Linked DNA regions of Gasterosteus aculeatus: region 1 is linked to region 2. A link is a contact called in public Hi-C data. All regions are on one chromosome and are shown on one strand. Each heading gives the region's core, a stretch centred on a gene start, on an enhancer-like site or on the middle of the called end of the contact. The rest is flanking DNA. Distances are from core to core; before and after follow the strand shown.

What was found. Hi-C and Micro-C count contacts between places; a contact is called where the count stands out from the background.
Region 1: a contact with region 2 is called in a Hi-C map of whole body, with 2.4 times the contacts expected there. The contact joins the promoter of usp43a here to the enhancer-like site in region 2. A contact is called at or near these places in 3 of 6 Hi-C or Micro-C datasets (skeletal muscle and whole body).

Annotation. Positions count from the first base shown.
Region 1 is chr9:5,616,000-5,620,444 of fGasAcu3.hap1.1, forward strand. usp43a (ubiquitin specific peptidase 43a) reads right to left here and starts at 1,839. Exons shown (of 16, transcript XM_040187101.2): 1 at 875-1,839. The coding sequence starts at 1,513. cfap52 (cilia and flagella associated protein 52) reads right to left here. Exons shown (of 14, transcript XM_078080260.1): 13 at 4,022-4,133; 14 at 3,079-3,451. The coding sequence ends at 3,270.
Region 2 is chr9:5,572,807-5,577,218 of fGasAcu3.hap1.1, forward strand. The region is part of intron 6 of usp43a (ubiquitin specific peptidase 43a); the gene reads right to left. Among protein-coding and RNA genes, the nearest start is that of LOC144383244, 9.2 kb to the left of the region's middle. Within about 2 kb of position 2,520, at least 3 of the 9 cell types and tissues checked have open chromatin away from gene starts, as enhancers often do.

The sequences.
Region 1 (4,445 bases), core at 589-3,088, 43 kb after region 2:
AGACACACATGAGCCGAGCGTCTTCGTTGGACACAGACTGCCACCCCTTGAACCAATTTTGGTTCCTCAGTCCTCAGTGTAATAAACCTTGCATAACCCACCTCTCGACACATACTGTGGGGGCCCCGGGACACATTAAACCTACTGGGACTGTGTTTAAAAGGTGCCGCTTAGATCCCCTGGGATGAATGTGCAGAACTAATCTAAATGTGTCGATAATGACCTGTCTTTATTGCAGGAGCAGCTCACAGAGGGGTCGGGTGAACCCCCATTGCCCCCCCCTCACGCAGTCCCCTCCCAATGTGAATATATTCCTGTCATCTCCAAGTACCTGCTGAGTGCAGACCACACAGCAGCAGGCCGCTCACAGCAGCTGCATTATTTGGGCCCAGAGAGACCCAGACACCCACCGGCGCTGGAAATTAAACTACCGGGCCGCAGCTCTCTGCTGCCGTGTGTCAATTAGCTGTGAGGTAATGTGATTTTAAATGCCTTTAGGCCCTGTGCCATTGTTGTTGTTTTTTATTGAGCTTTAGCGGAGAACATTCCCAGACAAATGTGCAGTTAATAAAATAACCAGAAATCAATCAACACACTATTTAACTTGGCGGAGTATGTCAGGGCCCCTGGGGGTCTGGGGCCCACGCATGTTTTATGCATTTCGAGTATTTACCAAAGAAATACAGCTCGTATTTGTAAAACGGTAAAGCGTGTTCCCTTTATTATAAGGACATTAACATCTTCCTATGAGGTCATATATAACTCATTTTTGTCAATGGCAGGTGGGTAAAACATGATAAAATAAAAGCTCGCGGTGAACAGGTGATTAAACACGACGCCGCCAAACACGCGCGACACCCCGGTGCGGCCTCACCTTGAACTCCACGGACACCTGCGGCGTGTACTCCAGGGTCCACAGCCCTCGGACCAGCGACGCCAGCTGCTCGGTCACCTCTCCCCTGGCGGCCTGCAGCTCCTCGCCTCTCCCCCGCCCGTCCGCCCCGCCGTGGCCCCCCTCGGACTTGTACTGCTCCAGGCCGAGGTGCTCGGCCAGCAGGTCCGTGTTGCTCAGGCACTGGACCACGGCGTTCATGAAGCAGGTGTTGCCGTGGTTCTTCAGCCCCAGCACCCCGGGGGTCTTGTCGCCGTGGCACCACGACAGCCTGCCCTTCACCGGGCCGCGCGAGGAGGACGCCGCCGCCGCCGCCGCCGCGGAGCTCTTCTTCGCGGCGTCCTCCTCCCGGGCGACCTGCGCGCCGCCGTCTTTGAAACCCCCCGAGTCGCCCGGCCCGAAGCCGCCGTCGTCGTCCTCCTCCTCCTCCGCGCCCGGCGGCTGCGCGTCGCCAAAGTGCGCCAAAGTGCCCAAAGTTTTAAGGATCCTCCCCATGAAATTCCCGAAAGATCGCAGCGATTTCTTTCTGCCGAAGCTCCCGGTTTTGTATTTCTTGTGTTTTCGCTTCGTCGCTTTGGGTTTCAAGGCTTTCCTTACCTTGCTCTCCTTGCGGGTATCCATGGCGCTGGTACTTTGTAGAACCCCCCCCTCAAAAACAACCCAAATGACACGGGCTGCGGAGTGGCACCTGTCCGCCGCGGCTGTCTATCTCTCCTCCTGCACGTTTCTCTCCGCAAGCCTCGCCGCTGAGGTGGCGCCGGTAAGGCGCGTGATTACCGGTGACATCCCGGTTAATTCCCCAGTGGCGCGCGGTTCGTGAAGCGATGCTCGGCGCGGGAACCCAGATGAGACGAGGGTCCTCCTCCCTCCGCGCGCGGCACGTTCAATCACACTTCCTCACCGATGGCTGTCAGCGCCCTCCTCTCCTTTCCTCCCCTCTCGTCTCCTCTCCTAACGTGAAAGAGTTTCCGTTTTGGGGGGGGATTCTCTCTACAATGACCGCCCCCATTCACAGACTTCCTTTGGGTGGAGTGTTTCTAGTTATAGTTGTACTCACTGTCTCAAGCTGCAGCGGCAAAGAGCAAAACTCACCAGACTCGTTTGCTGCACAGGGAACAAGGAAGTTGTTAAATCGACGTTACACATTAAAGACGAAAACTTCTGTGTTGACAGTTTGTCACGTGTGACAATCTCTGTCAGCGTTAAACTGCCCCCTGTAGGACTAATTACACCATCACCCGATTGACGCTAATGCTTCAGAAGAAGATGCGGTTGGCATCTGTTGGATGGTGATTCTGCCATTTGTGTGGTTGTTGAACCTAAACATGACCCTAACTGACCCAAATGTGTGAATAAAAACATTTTTTCTTGTTGTGCGCATTAACGTCAAAGTATGGACTCCTTTTATACTTGACGAGCTCCCATTGCAATGAAAAATAGGATTTTTCAATACAATCATTAAAGTTGGGAAACGCGCACGCAAATAAAGTGAATCACAATTCCTTACAGAAAATGACCCACAATGTCCCACAAAAGCGATGCCCTTTTTCTGTTTGTACTAATTCATAAATGTTTTTGATGGCTTGGTTTGCGCGACACTTTTTGTTGGGAAGCAGGGGTGAGATATTAATGATTTAGATTAGACCCTCTGAACAATAGTGAGGAAGTTCGGATCAGAGACAGGGAAACTCTCTGTGGTCTTAACCGGAATCCCTGGGGGAACCGCTGTTGATAGATCAGCTCACTGAATCTGGGCCCCCTCCTTCACCCTGCTTCCCTCCATCCAGACCTTTCACTTCGCCCACTCGATCTAGTCAACAATTCTGTCTGATATCAGCCAGTGTCTCCACAAAAACAGAATCATATCTGTGAAAATCTGAGGCACTGAATAGTATAGCCTTATTTTTACACATTCTGATTTCATCTGCATTGAGAAACGGTTTGCAGAGCGGGTGTCACTAGAAAAGTGTAATGTGGACACTTTGATGGGAAGAACACCTTCTTATACCTTGAAGTGTAATTTTAAACTCACTTTAAGTGTCGTTCCGTGAATTCCCACATACATTTGGTTCCAGTGGGGAATTACCACTTAAGTGCCTCCACTCCTGCGAATATGTGATATTTTCAATTCTTCTTTTATATCGTTCTTTTACCTGTTGGAAAATGAAACACTACAAAGTCACTGATGCTTAATGAAATGCATTTATTTCCTTTTTGGTCCTAGTATTAACTAACTATTTTCATGTAAGACTGTTGAACTCTCATAACAATTGTTAAGAGAATAGATTAAGGAAGAACGTCAGATACATTTGGGTGTGAATGTGGAGTTCCTGGAGTAGAAGTCGCACCGGGCAGTTCACATGTGGTGTTCCACAAATTAAGAGGGAGAAGGATGAGGAAACCTCCACCGGAGGATGGCTCCGTCTGCGCTGGTGCTGATTATGGTGCGGTTATTGGAGCAGATCTTGACTCTGGTGATGCTGGCACCGTGAGCTATTCCCACGTGTGTGACCGTACCTGCCATGTAGTCCCACACCTTTACCAGCTTGTCATCTCCGCCTGCCATGGAGAGGTGGAAAACATGTCAACAACCTCAGAGACGTTATGGCAGAGCGTGCATTGTAGTGTCAGAGGAGATGAAAACAATGGCTGCAAAGAGAAGAGAACCCTCTCCATCATATATGGGAGTGAAGAAAGACAGACGGAAAGAAGCACAAGGATACCACGACATACACAAACCTTACTTTCATGGTACAGTTTTTAACGCAAGTCACTCAGTATGAAACTACATTTGCAACTACAATTAGCGCCTTGCGGTTTTAGGCCTCTGCCACTTATGGAAGTAGCAGTTTACAACCGTGTCATCGCTTCATTCTTTTATCCTAGTGAACATTTGTGAGAAATGCACATAATTAGCATTATGAATCCTTGAGTTATGGCGAAAATTGCGTTTAGTGAAGTTGCTGTGACCTAAATTTTTGATCACCAAATTTCAATCAGATCATAAACCTTTGACCCTATTAATTCAGTTTGTATTTGAGTACAACAGGACTTTTATATATGTATAATAAATGTATATATTGAATCAAATTGAAAGAAAAAAAAAGAGGGAGGAACAAAGCAGTGGACCTGTCACAAAGTGCTTGCCGTCCTGCGAGATGTGCATGCCGTTGATGGACCCGAACTTCGAGCCCTCCAGCTCTCTGATTAAGGTCCCATCAAACACGTCCCAGTAGGCCACCTGAGAGGGAAGTTAACACATTCCACATATCACATAATCACCAGTTCAAGAGGGAGGGAGAGTGATATTGTCTCTTTACCTCATCCTAAATGCTACTTTCCCTCGGTATCTGCCGGTGTTTGAGTTTTGGCAGTAAGTGGTTTAGAAGATTGATGGAGGCAGACTATTGGCTCACTCTGCAGATGATGCCGGTGACAGCTTGTGTTATTATACTTTTGCATTGTCGTATGATGTACTGTTTCCTATAATGGCATTGTGCAAAATGCAACATCAAACTACCTTTACTGCTGTATTATCTGTATTCTGGATGGA
Region 2 (4,412 bases), core at 1,270-3,769:
AGTTCATGAAAGCTGAAGAAGGAGAAGAAGCAATACCTTCTAGACAAAACTAATCCAGATCCCAGCTGCTGCTGCTGCTGTGTGCGACAAAAAGCTCATTTAAATTAGTGCTTCGAAACCTGTTGCTGTTAAGAATAAAAATCCAAATCCTCCTCTCCATTATTTGAAATGCGGTCGGATTTGGACAGATGCTTCCTCCCTTTCTGCTGCTTTATCCCGAATACCGTCACGTGTAGCGGCCTCCTCCGTCGCAGTGGACAAAATCAGCGACGGAGGAAGCTGCCGTACGGTGACGTCTGGACCGGATTTCACCACATGCCATACGAACTAATGACAACATTGTACATGTACAGTATACATGTACTTACATGTATTCTTAGAAGTATCTAGGAATATACAAATGTCTGTTTATTCTTTTTGTATGCCAGAAGTGTGACACGTTTACACTGAAAACATTCATGTTGAATTGCCTTTGATTCTTGTTTGATTGATTCCTGAAGAGCTGTGAGATGAATTACACGCTACACGCACGCTGTGATTGATCGCGGATAACAGCCGAGCGGATGCAGAAGGCCCAACGCGACTCCCAGCGAACATAAACTTTGACATTATTAAAGGATTTAATTAAACAATGCTGGTACGAACCCCACGGAGCAATTAATCACTGCCACTTTGCAACACGACACATACAACAAACCTCAACATGGACACAGGAGAGCAAAGTGTGAATAGATGTAAAGTTCATTCACAGAAAAGGGTTGAGTCAAAGCATTTTTGCTTCATAAAACGTGTTCGTCCAACTGGAAGCTCAGTCAGAAATGCGAGTATTAGTAGAAGATTAAGAAAATGAAAGGGCTGACTGTTAAAACAAGCTCAGATAATGAAGAAAAGAAAAAGCTGAGACTAATGTTTGTGTCGACTGCCACTAAATGACTCTGTGTTTAGCAGACAGGAGCAACTCGATGTGACATTTTATGCATATTGCTGCCCTTTGAACAACCAATTCATCTCCTCGCGCTGGGTTGACCCCCACTCCCCCTAATATATTAAACACTGACTCCTCAAAATGACTGTAATGAGTGTAGTTTGACAGTTAAGGAAAGTAATAATAACAAGATTACACTCAACATAATGATTAAGGTCAAGAGAAGAATGCTATTTCAGTTCAATGTCAGAGGTGCAATGTGTAAGGACAGAATTGCTTAAAAACCTAAAGAACTGACGTCATCAACAGGAGCTGAGCAGGTTGCAGAGACTTCTACTGCTCTGTGATACCACCTGCACTTCGAGAGGCGATAGAGAGTCACGATATCGCGGCCTGTCCTCAGTTCAACACGAGCAGTAGATGAGCTGAGAAGTTCAAAGGCCGGGCCTCCGTGTGCCTTTTGATCTTTTTGTTTGTGGCAGAAATGACTCAGATCTTCATATCTTCCTCCTTCCTGCTTCGCTGTCAGGAGACTCCTTCAGTAACATTGAATGCCAAAACAGAACCATATAAAACAAAAAGCTGATGAAACTCTTCGCACAGCTCGCAAACTCGACAGACATGTTCACCGACAAGGTTTCCTAATGTGGAATGAACACGGAATATCCAGCACACAGGCGTATTTTAACAGCGCTCAGCATTCTATTCTATTTAATGTTTCTTACTATCTGGACCTTGAGTCAGTTTGAAAATCAAAAACAAAGTTTGATTCCGGGCCGGTTTCAAAAGTAACATATTGTGCACAATGAGGGGCGCGACTTGGCCCCAACACGTCCCGTGGTTTGATTCTCACCTCCTTCCTCCCTCCCTCCCTCCCTCCCTCCTTCCCTTTCTCCCTCCCTCCCTGAAGCACAGCAGGATGCGCCGCGGACTGAGAGAGCTGCCAGCTAGCTGGAGACAAGAAAGGTGAGACTGGGAAGTGAGAATAAGAGTTCTCCCGCGGGCAGAAGGAAAAGAGACGAGATGCCAATAATAATAAATTAAAAGTACGCGAGAGGGAGAGAAGATTGATGTAACGATCTATTGAACCATTTGTTGTTTTGTTCATTTGTTGCCGTGGTAATCTGTTTATGGTCTGCCATTTTTAATTAAAAGATAAACACAAAGACGGAAGGAGAAAGACACTTGAGATTGGACGTGGCGAGCATTAAACAGCTCAGCCCTGAAAAACACGCCACACTTCATGTGGCGATCGCTCGCCTCTCCCCATCCTCTGCAATGTCACCCGTCTCTCTTGCTGGTACTCCATTCATCAGTGCTTTGTAAATGTGCAACGGATTGCAAAATAGTCAGACTTATACAGACGTGGACAATTATTTTATGTATATTTTTACCGTTCCATTTATCATTGATAATCTAAACTATTTAGTAACATTAAGGAAAAGATCTGTTAAAATAAGTATGTTTTTTAGGTAACGTAGTTAAATATGCTACTTTAAATAATTCTTAACATTACCTGACTTCACTTCCTGGTTGGCTCCCCCGTCACCATGGCTACCAATAGAGCTCACTGACTAACAACAGGCTGCTGGCGCGGACAACCCGAGGACGGATTACTCATGCGGCCTCATTGATAACCGCATCACTTAGCAGTGAGCTCTTCATGGTCCCATTTCTCTTTTCAGCCTTCATGTAACCAGACAGTCACATTCAGCTGCTGCACCGGAGGGAAAAGTCTTTCTACACTGATCTCATCTCTTCCAGACAGAAAAATAGCACGAGTTGTGGAGCACGGAACCAAGAGCACAAAAACACCGGGAGGGGCGCTGCTCCCAGGAGGTTGAGCACCGTATGAGTGACCTCCGTCCGTAGCATCCACACACCTGGCTACCTGGATACCCCCTGGGGGAGTGTTGGGTTTAACCCCAAACCAATTAGTGGTCAGGGGCAGCGGGCAGCCGTCCGACCACAAACGCTGCCGCTCACAGCGAAGCACCTGAGCTTCCTGCCCACAGCAACAACACATTTGGGAGGAATGGAATACACCTGGTGCCGCCTCTCCAACATGGTCCCTCATCTTTCTTCGTCCCTTTTCTCCCCCTGTAGTCCCGCAACTACACACCGTTCACACACCTTGGTATTTGTTTCATTGTGTACAGTGCTGCACATTTGTGGTATTAATATCTATCAATAAATACAAATAAATCATTTCAGCTTTGTTGCAGAACCAAATACAAGTCTGATCAAAGGTTTCTGAGGCACAAAACAGAAAAGGGCTCTCGGGTCAACGGTAGAAAAACAGAGTTCCCCGCCTTGCCGGCGGGTTCACTGGAACACAATTAAGCCGTTGGGCCTTTTGTGGCGCAGGTTCACTTCCGAAAGGCTCGTGGGTTAGAGGAAGCTTCTCCCCGACGCAGCTGAGTCGAGCGTCGCTGTTATTTCCCCCGATGATCTGAGAACACGTTCCAGAGGCGCAGACGTTTCTCCTTAGGTTATTCTAAATGATGAAATACTACCGCGGGGGGGGGGCAGAGTTCCCCTGTGAGTGTCCCTGGCACATGCTTGCTTCTAGCTGCGGGCGGCCGGTAATGGCCTTCATGGAAGCGTGCGCAGTGTTTGCTCTGCAAGGGTTTCGTTTTGCACACGTGTTGCATTTTGTCGACGACTTTGAGATCGAGACACATCGTAGGTCCTTTGTGCTCCCAAAGCCGGGCTTCCTGCTGCAAGACAACACATCATTGTCCCAGTATTTTCAGGGGTGACCAGAAACACGACCCCCCCAAATGAATGGTAATGTCATTCGCTTGTATGTGTAAACAAAAAGCTGCTTGCACAAATTCCCTACAATAACTTAAGAGGCGATGATGCAGTGGCTGAGCTGTCTAGGTATCCAATGCACGGACAGCATCTTCCACATTGGTTTACATTCAACACTGTATGTGTAGGTGAGGAGAACGCGAGGGAATGAAAGAAAGACTAAATCTGAATTAAGAAATGTTAGCACCTGTCCCCAGAATCCTCTTTAAACATCATCAAACACTTCACCTCTCTCTCTCTCTCTCTCTCTCTCTCTCTCTCTCTCTCTCTCTCTCCACAAGTGTGTCTCTATCCGTGCAGGCAGCTCCCACAATCCACTCTGCTCAAATCTTGATTGACTTCCCCATTATCGGAGACCGTAACTGTTTAACTCAGAGGGCACCAAGTGAGCATCACACAAAGTTGGCCCGCTTTGCCTCCCTGAGCTTCTATTCAGTGGAAAGTAAGTCTCTTTTTTTTCTGTGCAGCAATATGGAGCCTTTTGACTCCATTTAAGTACAAATTGCCTGGATGCTACCGTGGCGCTGAGGACCTAATTGATTTCAGTGTTTTTTCAGATCTCCTGCCGCCATTTCGTCTAAATGCAAAACTTGCTTTTCAGCTGCGGTGATTCAGTGTCCCGGGTTGTGACCATGGGGGAACACGCTGCATGAAACAAAGCCTCCGCAGG